2 separate regions of the Oncorhynchus mykiss genome follow, and region 1 is linked to region 2. A link is a contact called in public Hi-C data. All regions are on one chromosome and are shown on one strand. The core of a region is the stretch at or near the end of the contact, and the rest is flanking DNA. Distances in the headings are between cores, read along the strand shown.

Evidence for each region. Hi-C and Micro-C count contacts between places; a contact is called where the count stands out from the background.
Region 1: a Hi-C map of liver shows a contact between it and region 2, with 5 times the contacts expected there. The contact joins two enhancer-like sites. A contact is called at or near these places in 2 of 3 Hi-C or Micro-C datasets (blood and liver).

Annotation. Positions count from the first base shown.
Region 1 is chr3:49,824,892-49,831,446 of USDA_OmykA_1.1, reverse strand. The region is part of intron 7 of LOC110520118 (obg-like ATPase 1); the gene reads left to right. Among protein-coding and RNA genes, the nearest start is that of sp3a, 26 kb to the right of the region's middle. Within about 2 kb of position 4,751, at least 2 of the 11 cell types and tissues checked have an H3K27ac peak or open chromatin away from gene starts, as enhancers often do. A contact at or near this core is called in liver, where this site is marked.
Region 2 is chr3:49,739,885-49,746,527 of USDA_OmykA_1.1, reverse strand. No RefSeq gene overlaps it. Among protein-coding and RNA genes, the nearest start is that of cdca7a, 11 kb to the right of the region's middle. Within about 2 kb of position 4,822, at least 1 of the 11 cell types and tissues checked has an H3K27ac peak or open chromatin away from gene starts, as enhancers often do. A contact at or near this core is called in liver, where this site is marked.

The DNA of each region.
Region 1 (6,555 bases), core at 3,502-6,001, 85 kb before region 2:
ATGTTCCTGACATGACAGTCTTGTCTGTCTGTCTGTCTGACAGCGGGAGGAGGGAACGCTGCAACAGAAACACATAAATCTGATGAATCATGACGTTGCGGATCGTCAGTCATGGGCAGGATTTTGTTTTTTCTTATGTTACCTCTGTGTGGTTTTGTTTTTTTACTGTGAGAAATGCAATAAATCTCGGGGCGTTTTCAAATGGGCAAACAGTAGTGCCGTTGTGTCCAGAGGGCTCAGCGTGGAACAATGCAGACATCAAAGTGTTTCTGATTGACAAGTGATGGGCCACTTCCCTTGTCCAGAGTGGAGCCCACACCTGTACGGAGATGATTACAGGTAGATTTAGCTGCCCCTAAATGTACACTAAATGCTGCTCTCAGCCCTAATAGCAGGCAGTCTGCTGTGGCGACGCCAGACTGCCATTTGGCTGTCGCCATGCTCCCGTGTTTTCCCCCAGAACAGTTGCGATGATGATACGGTTAAAGACTATTCAAAGCAAACAGCAAGGCAAATTGTAATCTCAGCTTTTAATGTGAGTAGAGAATAAAGAGGCGAACCATAGAAGGTAAACAGGCCAGTCTTGTCTTTTTTTGGTTCGGGACACTCGGGGGGCCATTTTCCAGGCCCACGGCACTTTGTTCATTTACATAGTGCAGTGTTTGCAATGTCTGTTAATCACATATTCACTTTCAGGCAGACTTTTCAGTTGTTATTGTTGATGGTGTGTTCTCATATTTTTGTCACAAGCATACGTTTTGGCTACACACCTTCCTTTTTCAATAATTTCCTGTTTGATCACCATGTTCAGATAGCGTTGCAAATGGAAAGGCCTTTTGTTGAGTGACAGACAGGCATGTGCACAGATAGGGCTCAACCAGTGCTCGAGCACCTGCCCTTTTGCCCTCCTATGAGAAAGTGCTTTCGCAGCTAAGTGGAATTATTTTATTTTTAATTTTATATTTAAAAAAAAAATGTATGTAACGAATTGCAAATCAAACTAGCTCATAAATCCTCCCCCGCGCTCCTGCATCAAGCGTGCACTCGCCTGACTTTTGCATTGTGCTTGTGCTTGCCCGTAGCAAGCACTGTGCTATCCGGGTGGATAGTTTGAATAGGCCTACTGGTAGGCTACTTTTTCAGTTGGACCTGTTATGTGTGTCTCTCACTGTTATCAAAATCAAATCAAATCAAATGTATTTATATTGCCCTTCGTACATCAGCTGATATCTCAAAGTGCTGTACAGAAACCCAGCCTAAAACCCCAAACAGCAAGCAATGCAGGTGTAGAAGCACGGTGGCTAGGAAAAACTCCCTAGAAAGGCCAAAACCTAGGAAGAAACCTAGAGAGGAACCAGGCTATGTGGGGTGGCCAGTCCTCTTCTGGCTGTGCCGGGTGGAGATTATAACAGAACAAATGTTCATAAATGACCAGCATGGTCGAATAATAATAAGGCAGAACAGTTGAAACTGGAGCAGCAGCACGGCCAGGTGGACTGGGGACAGCAAGGAGTCATCATGTCAGGTAGTCCTGAGGCATGGTCCTAGGGCTCAGGTCCTCCGAAAGAGAGAAAAAGAGAATTAGAGAGAGCACACTTAAATTCACACAGGACACCGAATAGGACAGGAGAAGTACTCCAGATATAACAAACTGACCCTAGCCCCCCGACACATAAACTACTGCAGCATAAATACTGGAGGCTGAGACAGGAGGGGTCAGGAGACACTGTGGCCCCATCCGAGGACACCCCCGGACAGGGCCAAACAGGAAGGATATAACCCCACCCACTTTGCCAAAGCACAGCCCCCACACCACTAGAGGGATATCTTCATGGACAGAGAAGGGGCGATTTCAAGTGTTTGGTGGTAATAAGCAAATGTCATCAGCAGAACAAACTGACATTAAGTAAAATGGTTTGTTTTGACAGCATCGCAAACTAGCTAGCTAACTAGGAGATTTACATCATCATCCGCTATGGTCAGCTGGTAGACACTTTTCTGATGTCACTCATCTCATCTCTAGTTAGTAGCCTACTAGGAGTCATTGGCTCTAGCTTGCTTACAATGAGTGACGAATGTGATATTGCAGAAAATAAATAGGCCATAATGCAAATGTTCTGATACAGAGACCATTTGTATTTTATGAATTTTGAGTAATGAATTAGGAAAGTAAGCGTTTTGGACCTGCCCCCCGAAAGGTCTGTGCACGGCCCTGACAGATATAGGCCTACTATTATGATGGTGTGTCTTTACATCAGCGAAATACTTCCATGTTATATAACGTAGGGAAAGAATTCTGCCAGAGGAAAACGCGTCCATTTGTTAGACCATCATATCCCTGTTTGGAGTGCAGTGTTGTAACCACTACATACCAAGCTGACCTCATTTCAACAAGAGTAAACTGTATTAGCGTTAGCAAGCAGCCATCATTAATGGTGGGATCAGAGAGGGAACAGGGCCTCCTTTCATCCCCAGGTTCTCTGCTGGAGACGGTACATCATTTACTGTAGAGAGGAGCACGTGGGTATAATTCCATACAGTACAGTACAGTGCGTGTGTATGAGAATGTGTCCATGAGCATGTTTGAAGTCTGTTGCCGAGGCGACTCCATGCTCATTTGGATGTTGGCGTAATTGCGGTGTGGAGATCAAAGGCCGGCTGGCCGAGTGATGTTCCAGAGGAGCCTTTACCACTCCGGCCCTCTCCTCTGTGGAGCGGGGGCTGCCTGCTGCTCGCGCCGCTCCCCTCTCCCCTCCAGCCATGCGCTGCCTCCTGCACATCCCCGCTCGTAAAAAATGATTAAGGCCGCATTTGTCATGTGTTTATGACTGAGAGGCATTGCGTGATAGGGAATGGCATCTACAAGAGTCTACCAAGAGGCTTTCTCTTCCCTCGGCGTCAGTAGGCTGCCTGGAACACTTTTGTCTGTGTCACATAGTTTGTGTATTAGAGAGGGTCATTACTCCTCAGTTTATAATGTGGGTGTTTGTCTGCTGTTTGTATGTTTTCACTTGTCAAGGCACAAGCTGGTAATTTAAAAGCTCCTGGTCGGTGGAGTTTTCAACCTTTTTTAATATTTTCATTAGCCTCGATATTATCAGATATTTAATCCAATGTCCTTAGCAGACGGCCAACTGCCATCGCATTTAGTAAACGCAAAGCTCCACTTGAGAGCCAGCCTGTTTTTTTTCTCCTCGTAATGTGCTTTAAAGTAAATTGGAGCCTCTTAAGTAGGTGTGTTGACCTTTAAGAAAACCGGAAAGCGTGACCTCTCTGAGTGTGCAGAGTTTGTACCAGTGAGCGGGGAGAGGAATGTCAGGGTAGGACGGCTCTTCACAGGGGGCTTTTACATGCAAGGGGTCTATCTGTCTGTCTGTCTGTCTCTGTCTGCGTGTGTGTGTGTCTGGCACGTGTCTGTCTGTGGATTGGTCGTATGTTTATTGCTTTCTTCCTGCTTATGTTGTGTGTCTCCAGACATGTTACTTTGTTCTTACTGGCTGTCTCTTCATTTCTCTCTTGATATGGAAAGTGAACCAGCAGGTATGTTTGCTTATTGAACTACCCCAGCTGGCCTGTAGGTGGTGCTTTGACAATTAAAGTAAAGGTACCTCTGCAGTGAATCGCAGCAGGGTTGATGGTCTAGCCACGTTCAGTTTGAAAAGATCCCACTGTCTGAGAGGACGTGCTCCGTTTGTCCCTCGGCTTCTCTCTACAACCTACTCATATATGTTTTGTTCAGGTCTTCTATTCGTTTGATTTCAGGATTGACTTTATGTTTTTAAACTTTTATTTTGGTGCAGAGTAATGATAACTGTACATTTTCTTTAACTTTAGAGGATTTGTTAACGAACTGGCAAGCGCGCGCATCTTGGTCACCGTCAGATTTTGAGGCAGACTGTCACCGAGGGAAGGCATTGTTGTGGTCTGCTGAGAACCGTGACAGGAAAGCGGTGGCAGCAGCCCACTTTTGCTACTCCAAACCATAATTCCCGTAAACAGAATTGAACGTTTATTGAGTGCAAAACCGCTGGCTCCATCCAAGTTTTAAGGAACTGCTGTCTAGGGAGTCACGGTTTGCCTTTCAAAGCGATGTGGGACATATATGATCAGTGGGTCCCCTTTCACTCTGTCCACAGCCGTCCCCTCTCCCCTTATGTACTGTGGGATCCTGGAGAGAAAAACTACATTCCCGTGGAAGGAAGACATGTACCCTGCTGAAAACACACACTCCTAGTGGAAGCCTTCAGTTAGGCTTTGTAATGAGTGTGGATGACTTTGAGAGGCTCAGAGAGGAGTAAACCATATCCACATGGTCTCTAATAAAAGTCCCGGAGCATCAGTTCACTTGGCTTTGTTATTGACCGTCCCTGGTCTGTCTGCCTGGTCTATCACACTGTTGTTGTTCCCCATGTTGGATGAGTAGAAGACACTGGGTAGCCTGGCTGCCTTTTGTTGTGGTCTGGTCTGGTGAGGTCTGATGGGGTTTGTTGGGGAAGACACGCAGGCAGGGACGGCTCTGTTCGGTTGTTGTTATCACTAATGAGATCCTAACGGTGAGTGTCACAGCCTTCCTTCCTGGCCATAGGAACAAAGCAGACACTCGTTTGTTCTCTGTTGACCTCACAAGACAGCGACGAGTTCCCCGAAACGGTCCCCTTGTGTAATAAAAATTGGGACAATGCCAAGTGGGTGAACCCGGGCTACATACTTGACCAGAGGGCATAGCTTCAGGTTAGATACTGATCAGAAGTCCCATTTTGAACTGAGTAAAGCTCACTTACCTCTTGCTCTTGACCCGCTCGTAAGACACACAGGGATTATTGTGTCACTACTTTTTTTGGCCATACTTTCTGTGTTACTAACTAGGTCAACTGCCGTGACAACACTGGATTTGGTTTGAATCCGCTGCTTAAAGGGTGTGTGTCAGCATATAAGACATGATCACAGCCTCATTCCGTTCAGTCCGTGTTCTTTTGATAAGAATAGCCATTTCTGTTGTAACACAGTATGCTAACCTCTTCCAAAGCATTCAGAAGCAGCTCTGTGGTGGTGGTGGGGGGGGGAAGAAGCGGAAGCATCCTCGGAAGCATTCTTTGTGCTATTGAGAGCATAAGAATCTCTGTGTGTTTTAAGTCAGGCTAATGATATATTTGGATAGCTTTGGCAAGTTGTGCTGTTTATTATCTTTTGTGATAAGGGTTAAAACAAAACACACATGTCACAGCAAGTGTCCTGCAGCCTGGCAGCTTTAATGAGATAAATTAATGAATTTAGTGTTGCCACATACAGCTCCTGAAAGCTTGTTATCAGAGTGATTGTTGAACTGTTATGAATGGAAAAAGGAAACGGAGGGGGGAATAAGGATGGGGGGGGGGGGGGGGGCATGATTGGCTGATGTTCCATATGTCCTTGATTACCTTCCCTCTGCTTTTATTCTAATAAGTGCCATTCTTTGTACTCCCTTGGACGGGTAGACAGTCTGACACGAGATGAGAATAAATATTGCATGTGGTACACATTAAGCTGTCATCCAGGAAGAGAGAGGGAGAGATGGAGAAATCCACCGCTTTACATTCTGCTGCTTGCGCTACACTTTGCCTGCTCTTGTCACAATTGTCACATCTTGATGACTTTCTCCCCCCTCGTGTTCTTGCTCGCAGTCAATTGCAATGAATGACAGCCCTGCTGCCCCGTATGGAGAATTATTTAGGGTGATGTAGTATGTACTCCTGGGAGTTACTGTTAGAATTTCTGATCGTGATATTCATTTTTTTATTTTTATGGAGTGTTTGTTCATTCAATAAAGCCAAATTCACTATGGATTTGATCTATGTTTGTTTTCAAGTATTTGTACTTCATGAAAGAAAGTTGTTAGCGAAAAAACAATTGAAAAAGCCTGTTGTTAGCATGGCCTTGTTGTGCAGCTTGAGAAAAGAGAGCAAGAGGATGCTCTTAATTAAGCCTCTTCCCATTGTACCGCTCTGCTCCCCTCAGCCGTGAAGAGGGAAACAAGTTCACAATATTGGCTGTGATGTGAGGAAAGTAGTGAGAGAGGCTGAGGTTGTGTGCTGGCTGCTTGCCTCTCAGGGCTGTATGTATTGCCTCTCTTCGCCTCTCCATCCAGCCGTGGCCACGAGGAGCAGAGAGCTTCTGCACTCGTGTCCTCACAGGAGCGCACCACTGGGAGGATGAAAAGCGTCCCACAGAGCCCCTGACTTCCCAGCCTCAAACGGCACCGTGAGCTCATACCTCTCATTTCCCCCCTCCACTGAGGGAGGAGGGGTGGAGAGCTGGTCGAGGTGCTGCGTGCTCCAGAGCGTTCAGCGGGAACTGAGAAACAGAGAGGGGGGGGGGGGATAAAGCCTCTGGGTTGTTATTGTATTAGTTGGTGCATGGCATGCAAGCCAGCAGCAGCAACAGCAGACAGATGGGGAATCCTTCAGCTGTGTGTGTGTGTGTGTGTGTGTGTGTGTGTGTGTGTGTGTGTGTGTGTGTGTGTGTGTGTGTGTGTGTGTGTGTGTGTGTGTGTGTGTGTGTGTGTGTGTGTGTGTGTGT
Region 2 (6,643 bases), core at 3,573-6,072:
GGAGCTCTATAGGAGAAAGCCCTGCCTCCAGCTGTTTGCTTAAAAATTCTAGGGACAATTAGGAGGCCTGCGTCTTGTGACCGTAGCGTACGTGTAGGTATGTACGGCAGGACCAAATCAGAGAGATAGGTAGGAGCAAGCCCATGTAATGCTTTGTAGGTTAGCAGTAAAACCTTGAAATCAGCCCTTGCTTTGACAGGAAGCCAGTGTAGAGAGGCTAGCACTGGAGTAATATGATAAAATTTTTTGGTTCTAGTCAGGATTCTAGCAGCCGTATTTAGCACTAACTGAAGTTTATTTAGTGCTTTATCCGGGTAGCCGGAAAGTAGAGCATTGCAGTAGTCTAACCTGGAAGTGACAAAAGCATGGATTAATTTTTCTGCATCATTTTTGGACAGAAAGTTTCTGATTTTTGCAATGTTACGTAGATGGAAAAAAGCTGTCCTTGAAATGGTCTTGATATGTTCTTCAAAAGAGAGATCAGGGTCCAGAGTAACGCCGAGGTCCTTCACAGTTTTATTTGAGACGACTGTACAACCATTAAGATTAATTGTCAGATTCAACAGAAGATCTCTTTGTTTCTTGGGACCTAGAACAAGCATCTCTGTTTTGTCCGAGTTTAAAAGTAGAAAGTTTGCAGCCATCCACTTCCTTATGTCTGAAACACATTCTTCTAGCAAGGGCAATTTTGGGGCTTCACCATGTTTAATTGAAATGTACAGCTGTGTGTCATCCGCATAGCAGTGAAAGTTAACATTATGTTTTCGAATGACATCCCCAAGAGGTAAAATATATAGTGAAAACAATAGTGGTCCTAAAACGGAACCTTGAGGAACACCGAAATTTACAGTTGATTTGTCAGAGGACAAACCATTCACAGAGACAAACTGATATCTTTCCGACAGATAAGATCTAAACCAGGCCAGAACTTGTCCGTGTAGACCAATTTGGGTTTCCAATCTCTCCAAAAGAATGTGGTGATCGATGGTATCAAAAGCAGCACTAAGGTCTAGGAGCACGAGGACAGATGCAGAGCCTCGGTCCGATGCCATTAAAATGTCATTTACCACCTTCACAAGTGCCGTCTCAGTGCTATGATGGGGTCTAAAACCAGACTGAAGCATTTCGTATACATTGTTTGTCTTCAGGAAGGCAGTGAGTTGTTGCGCAACAGCCTTTTCTAAAATTTTTGAGAGGAATGGAAGATTCGATATAGGCCGATAGTTTTTTATATTTTCTGGGTCAAGGTTTGGCTTTTTCAAGAGAGGCTTTATTACTGCCACTTTTAGTGAGTTTGGTACACATCCGGTGGATAGAGAGCCGTTTATTATGTTCAACATAGGAGGGCCAAGCACAGGAAGCAGCTCTTTCAGTAGTTTAGTTGGAATAGGGTCCAGTATGCAGCTTGAAGGTTTAGAGGCCATGATTATTTTCATCATTGTGTCAAGAGATATAGTACTAAAACACTTGAGCGTCTCTCTTGATCCTAGGTCCTGGCAGAGTTGTGCAGACTCAGGACAACTGAGCTTTGAAGGAATACGCAGATTTAAGGAGGAGTCCGTAATTTGCTTTCTAATAATCATAATCTTTTCCTCAAAGAAGTTCATGAATTTATCACTGCTAAAGTGAAAGTCATCCTCTCTTGGGGAATGCTGCTTTTTAGTTAGCTTTGCGACAGTATCAAAAAGGAATTTCGGATTGTTCTTATTTTCCTCAATTAAGTTAGAAAAATAGGATGATCGAGCAGCAGTAAGGGCTCTTCGGTACTGCACAGTACTGTCTTTCCAAGCTAGTCGGAAGACTTCCAGTTTGGTGTTCCAGTTTGGTGTGGCAGTTCCCACCAATATCCAGCAACTTCGCACAGCCATTGAAGACGAGTGGTACAACATTCCACAGGACACAATCAACGGCCTGAGATGTGTTGCACTGCATGAGGCAAATGGTGGCCACACCAGATACTGACTGGTTTTCTAATCCACGCCTCTACCTTTTTTTAAGGTATCTGTGACCAACAGATGCATATCTGCATTCCCAGTCATGTCAAATCCATAGATTAGAGCCTAATGAATTTATTTCAATTGACTGATTTCCTCATATGAACTGTAACTCAGTAAAATCTTTGAAATTGTTGCGTTTATATTTTTGTTCAGTGTAATTATCCTTGAAACATTACTTTTAAACAAATCATATTTTTGTCTAGTAATGTATTTAGTACCTTTTTTACTACCACGTCAGTAAACTAAGCCTATAGGCATTAACATGTGAAATATTCATCTTTGCTGTTGAAAGATGTCTTTGAACATCAATCGACCTGGCCACAATTCCTCACTGAATATAAAACACTATAATTTGTGGATTGAGATCCCTTTTAATAAAGAGACTAAAGTAAAGATTTAAAATGAACACGATGATTAAGAGCAAATGTGCCAGGCATTTATATAGCACGACTGCAAGATAATTAATAAAGATTCATGCTCTAGACCAAAATTTGAATTTTGAACAAAATGTGCCTGATGTGGGCAGCATTTAATCACCTTACTGACAGGAGTAACTGCTTTCATTTAACCTTGACTGAAGATCATGAATTCTAACGCGTTTAATTGGATACATCATTTAACAGAATGAACAGAGCAAATTTCCCCCAATTCAAAGGCTCTGATTGACAGACAGTGGCAGTAAGACCTGCTACAATTAAAGCTGATCTGTATTCACTGCCCCCGTCACCCAGCTCCATAAGTGATGTGACTGTTTGATCATCGCTGCAGAGAAACTTTGCTGAACTTCACCTTGTTTTGAAAGGGCTAGACGCTGAATAAAAGGGGAAGGTTTTGGGGGGGGGGGGGCACCCTCAAGGGTGGAGACACACACAAGCCCCTTGGGTGCCAGCGATGCCTCCCACCTCTGGCCCAACAGCAGTTACCCTCCTGATTCCTGGCAGGGACATGACAGGACAAAAGACAAAACTGGAAGTCTCACACCATTATGTTTATTATCACCATCAGCAGCTTAATTGAAATGTTTCAAAATCAGGAAAATGACAATGCCACCTTTCCGAGACATTGGAAATAATGACTTTGTCTCATAGCCCTCTGCAGACAATTGCCCCGATGATGTGAAAACTGTGTTAAGTGGCATACAGTGAAATGTGTTGCAGACACTTAATTGTTTTCTTGCCTTTGACTCTCGAGAGAACAAATTTAATCTGTGAGCCAGACATTTCCTCAGCGACGAAGCCTATCCAGACAAAGCATGTTTGGTTAAGCAACCATGCTCCAGGGTTAAATTTCATATTTTGCAATTACAGGGTTTATTTTTTCGAACAAAAAATGTAATGCATTATTTAAATGATCATAGCTTTGGGATGTTTTCAGGGATCATGCTTCCAGGATGTTATATTAGAGAGCTTAAACTGTCAATATGTGAATCAGTGGCATATAGGCTACTGGCTAATGGATGTATAACCCTGTCAATTGAATGATTCATTTATTTAGACGTTTGTGTTGGAGAAAGACCCTTGGTTTGGTGCTAAACCTTCTCTTGTTGTTGCAGCATGTGGTACAAAACAGATGGATGTGTAACAGCGAATCTCTGAGTGAAAGTGAATGTTTAACTCACTGACTTCATAGCTTCGAAACATGTACTACCTGATCTGATCAACGAAGAGGTGTGTTGTTTTGGAGATAAGCAAGGATGTTATGTGGACAACAAATCTCTCACGCTTGTTCATTGGGAACAATCCTTGGATGTTGCAATAGGCTAACTGGGGGATGTTGACACAGTGGTTAGGCCAGCTGGGTCAGATCAACACTGATATTAAGGAACAGAAGAAAAAACATGTTAAAGGAAAAACACATTTAGGGGATCAGATCCAGTCGAGTGTTGTTCATTCTGTTTCACCACAATAATACAAACCATCTGTGCTGATTTTAAGTGGTGAGAATGATTTTTAAGATTATTGAGTGGCTTCTGGTGCTAATTATCTAAGAGCTCTTTTCTTTCTCTCAACTTTAGACTGACTACCTCAAATGTTTTCTCTGTTTCTTTTGTCAACTGATAGCTTTGTGGAGATATTGTTTGAAAGTTGGCTAACAACCATGACAGATCCATTATTTCAGCTTGTGTGGTGAAACAGATGTCACATGATGTTCTTCAAGGCAGCAGTTCTAAATGATAATATGTTGAAATGCAGAAACTTTAGAAGCCTCTACTGTCTCTCCAGAAGTCTACAGACAGCCAATGCTTAAATTTGCTACTTTTACCACTGCACATTATATCGAGTCTGACTCTTTCCTCATTCTCCAGTATTAGACCATATACCAAGTCAAGCGTCAGATCCAACACTAGTAAGACTTGTTTGTCCAGCTGTTGTACTTAGCGGTCAATCTACAAGGTCACGCCTGGGTGAATTTGAAAGTCATTTGCTGCCCCGCCTCCACCCGTTTCCTCTGCGCTGTAAACCAGTATAGTCAACCACCATGGGTTAATAGAGACAGTAGATATTACAGGGCAAAGAAGCATGCGGGTGCTTTCATGATTGATTGATATTGTTGGGTTTAAGACTGTGAGACTATAATATTAAACAAATGATCCATTGAAAAGTAGGAGGTGCCATGGCAATGATTGAAATCCTTGCTGAGGGAAAAGGGACCGCTAGATGTCCATAGATGTTTCAGAAACAGAAGAGTAAACCAAGAGGCCTCATGACATACTTGACTTTGTGTGTCTTTCAGCTCGACATTTTGACATGGGAACAAGGGTCCGCAATTTATTGATGTAGCGAACATCGTGACGCAACGTAGTTCACAAACATGCAGACTCCTCTGCCAATTATCAAAGTGTTTAACTTTTGAAAACATGGAAAATGACCTTTGCTCCATTTTAACCTCCACAGAACAAACGTACAGTAAATTCCTCTGGATATCAATTCCAGACAGCGTTTATGCTTAACTTCAGTCCCTAGACAAGTCCTGGGATTGTTTCTTAGCCTTTGTTTTCGGGTTCTCACAGCACTGCGGATATAAAGGAGCTTTCACAATAGGATTTATTTGAGACATCATTATATAATTTCTGCAGTTTAATATAAATGCTTCATTTAACTAGCTAGAGTAAAGAATGCTTTGTTTTTCAGACAAGTTTTCCAAATGTGAAGACATTGATCAAATGTAGTGAGCGAACTCATAAATACCAAATGCCTCTAAGGTTCTGCATTTTGCATGTGTTTGTGATTTATTCAGACTGTGTTAGTCAGTATATCCATTGCATTGTATTGTAAGTACAGTTGAAGTCGGAAGCTTACATTCACTTAGGTTGGAGTCATTAAAACTAGTTTTTCAACCACTCCACAAATGTATTGTTAACAAACTATAGTTTTGGCAAGTCGGTTTGGACATCTACTTTGTTCATGACACAAGTCATTTTTCCAAAAATTGTTTACAGACAGATTATTTGACTTATAATTCACTATATCACAATTTCAGTGGGTCAGAAGTTTACATACCCTAAGTTGACTGTGCCTTTAAACAGCTTGGAAAATTCCAGAAAATGATGTCATGGCTTTAGAAGCTTCTGATAGGCTAATTGACATAATTTGAGTCAATTGGAGGTGTACCTGTGGATGTATTTCAAGGCCGACCTTCAAACTCAGTGTCGATTTGCTTGACATCATGGGAAAATCAAAAGAAATCAGCCAAGACCTCAGAAAAAAAATTGTGGACCTCCACAAGTCTGGATCATCCTTGGGAGAAATCACCAAACGCCTGAAGGTACCACGTTCATCTGTACAAAGAATAGTACGCAAGTATAAACACCATGGGACCATGCAGCCATTATACCGCTCAGGAAGGAGATGCGTTATGTCTCCTAGTGATGAATGTACTTTGGTGTGAAAAGTGCAAATCAATCCCAGAACAACAGCAAAAGACTGTGTGAAGATGCTGGAGGAAATAGGTAGAAAAGTATCTATATCCACAGTAAAACAAGTCCTCTATCGACATAACCTGAAAGGCCGCTCAGCAAGGAAGAAGCCACTGCTCCAAAACCCCCATAAAAAAGCCAGACTACCGTTTGCAACTGCACATTGGGACAAAGATCATAGTTTTTGGAGAAATGTCCTCTGGTCTGATGAAACAAAATAGAACTGTTTGGCCATAATGACCATCGTTATGTTTGGAGGAAAAAGGGGCATCATGGGGATGGAAAATTACGTGGATATATTGAAGCAACATCTCAAGACATCAGTCAGGAAGTTAAAGCTTGGTCGCAAATGGGTCTTCCGAATGGACAAAGACCCCAAGCATACTTGCAAAATGGCTTAAGGACAACAAAGTCCAAGGTATTGGAGTGGCCATCACAAAGCCCTAACCTCTATCCCATAGAAAATGTGTGGGCAGAACTGAAAAAGCGTGTGCGAGCAAGGAGGCCTGCAAACCTGACTCAGTTACACCAGCTCTGTCAGGAGGAATGGGCCAAAATTCACCCAACTTATTGTGAAAAGCTTGTGGAAGGCTACACGAAATGTTTAACCCAAGTTAAACATTTTAAAGGCAACGCTACCAAATACTAATTGAGTGTATGTAAACTTCTGACCCACTGGAAATGTGATGAAAGAAATAAAAGCTGAAGTAAGCAATTCTCTCTGCTGTTA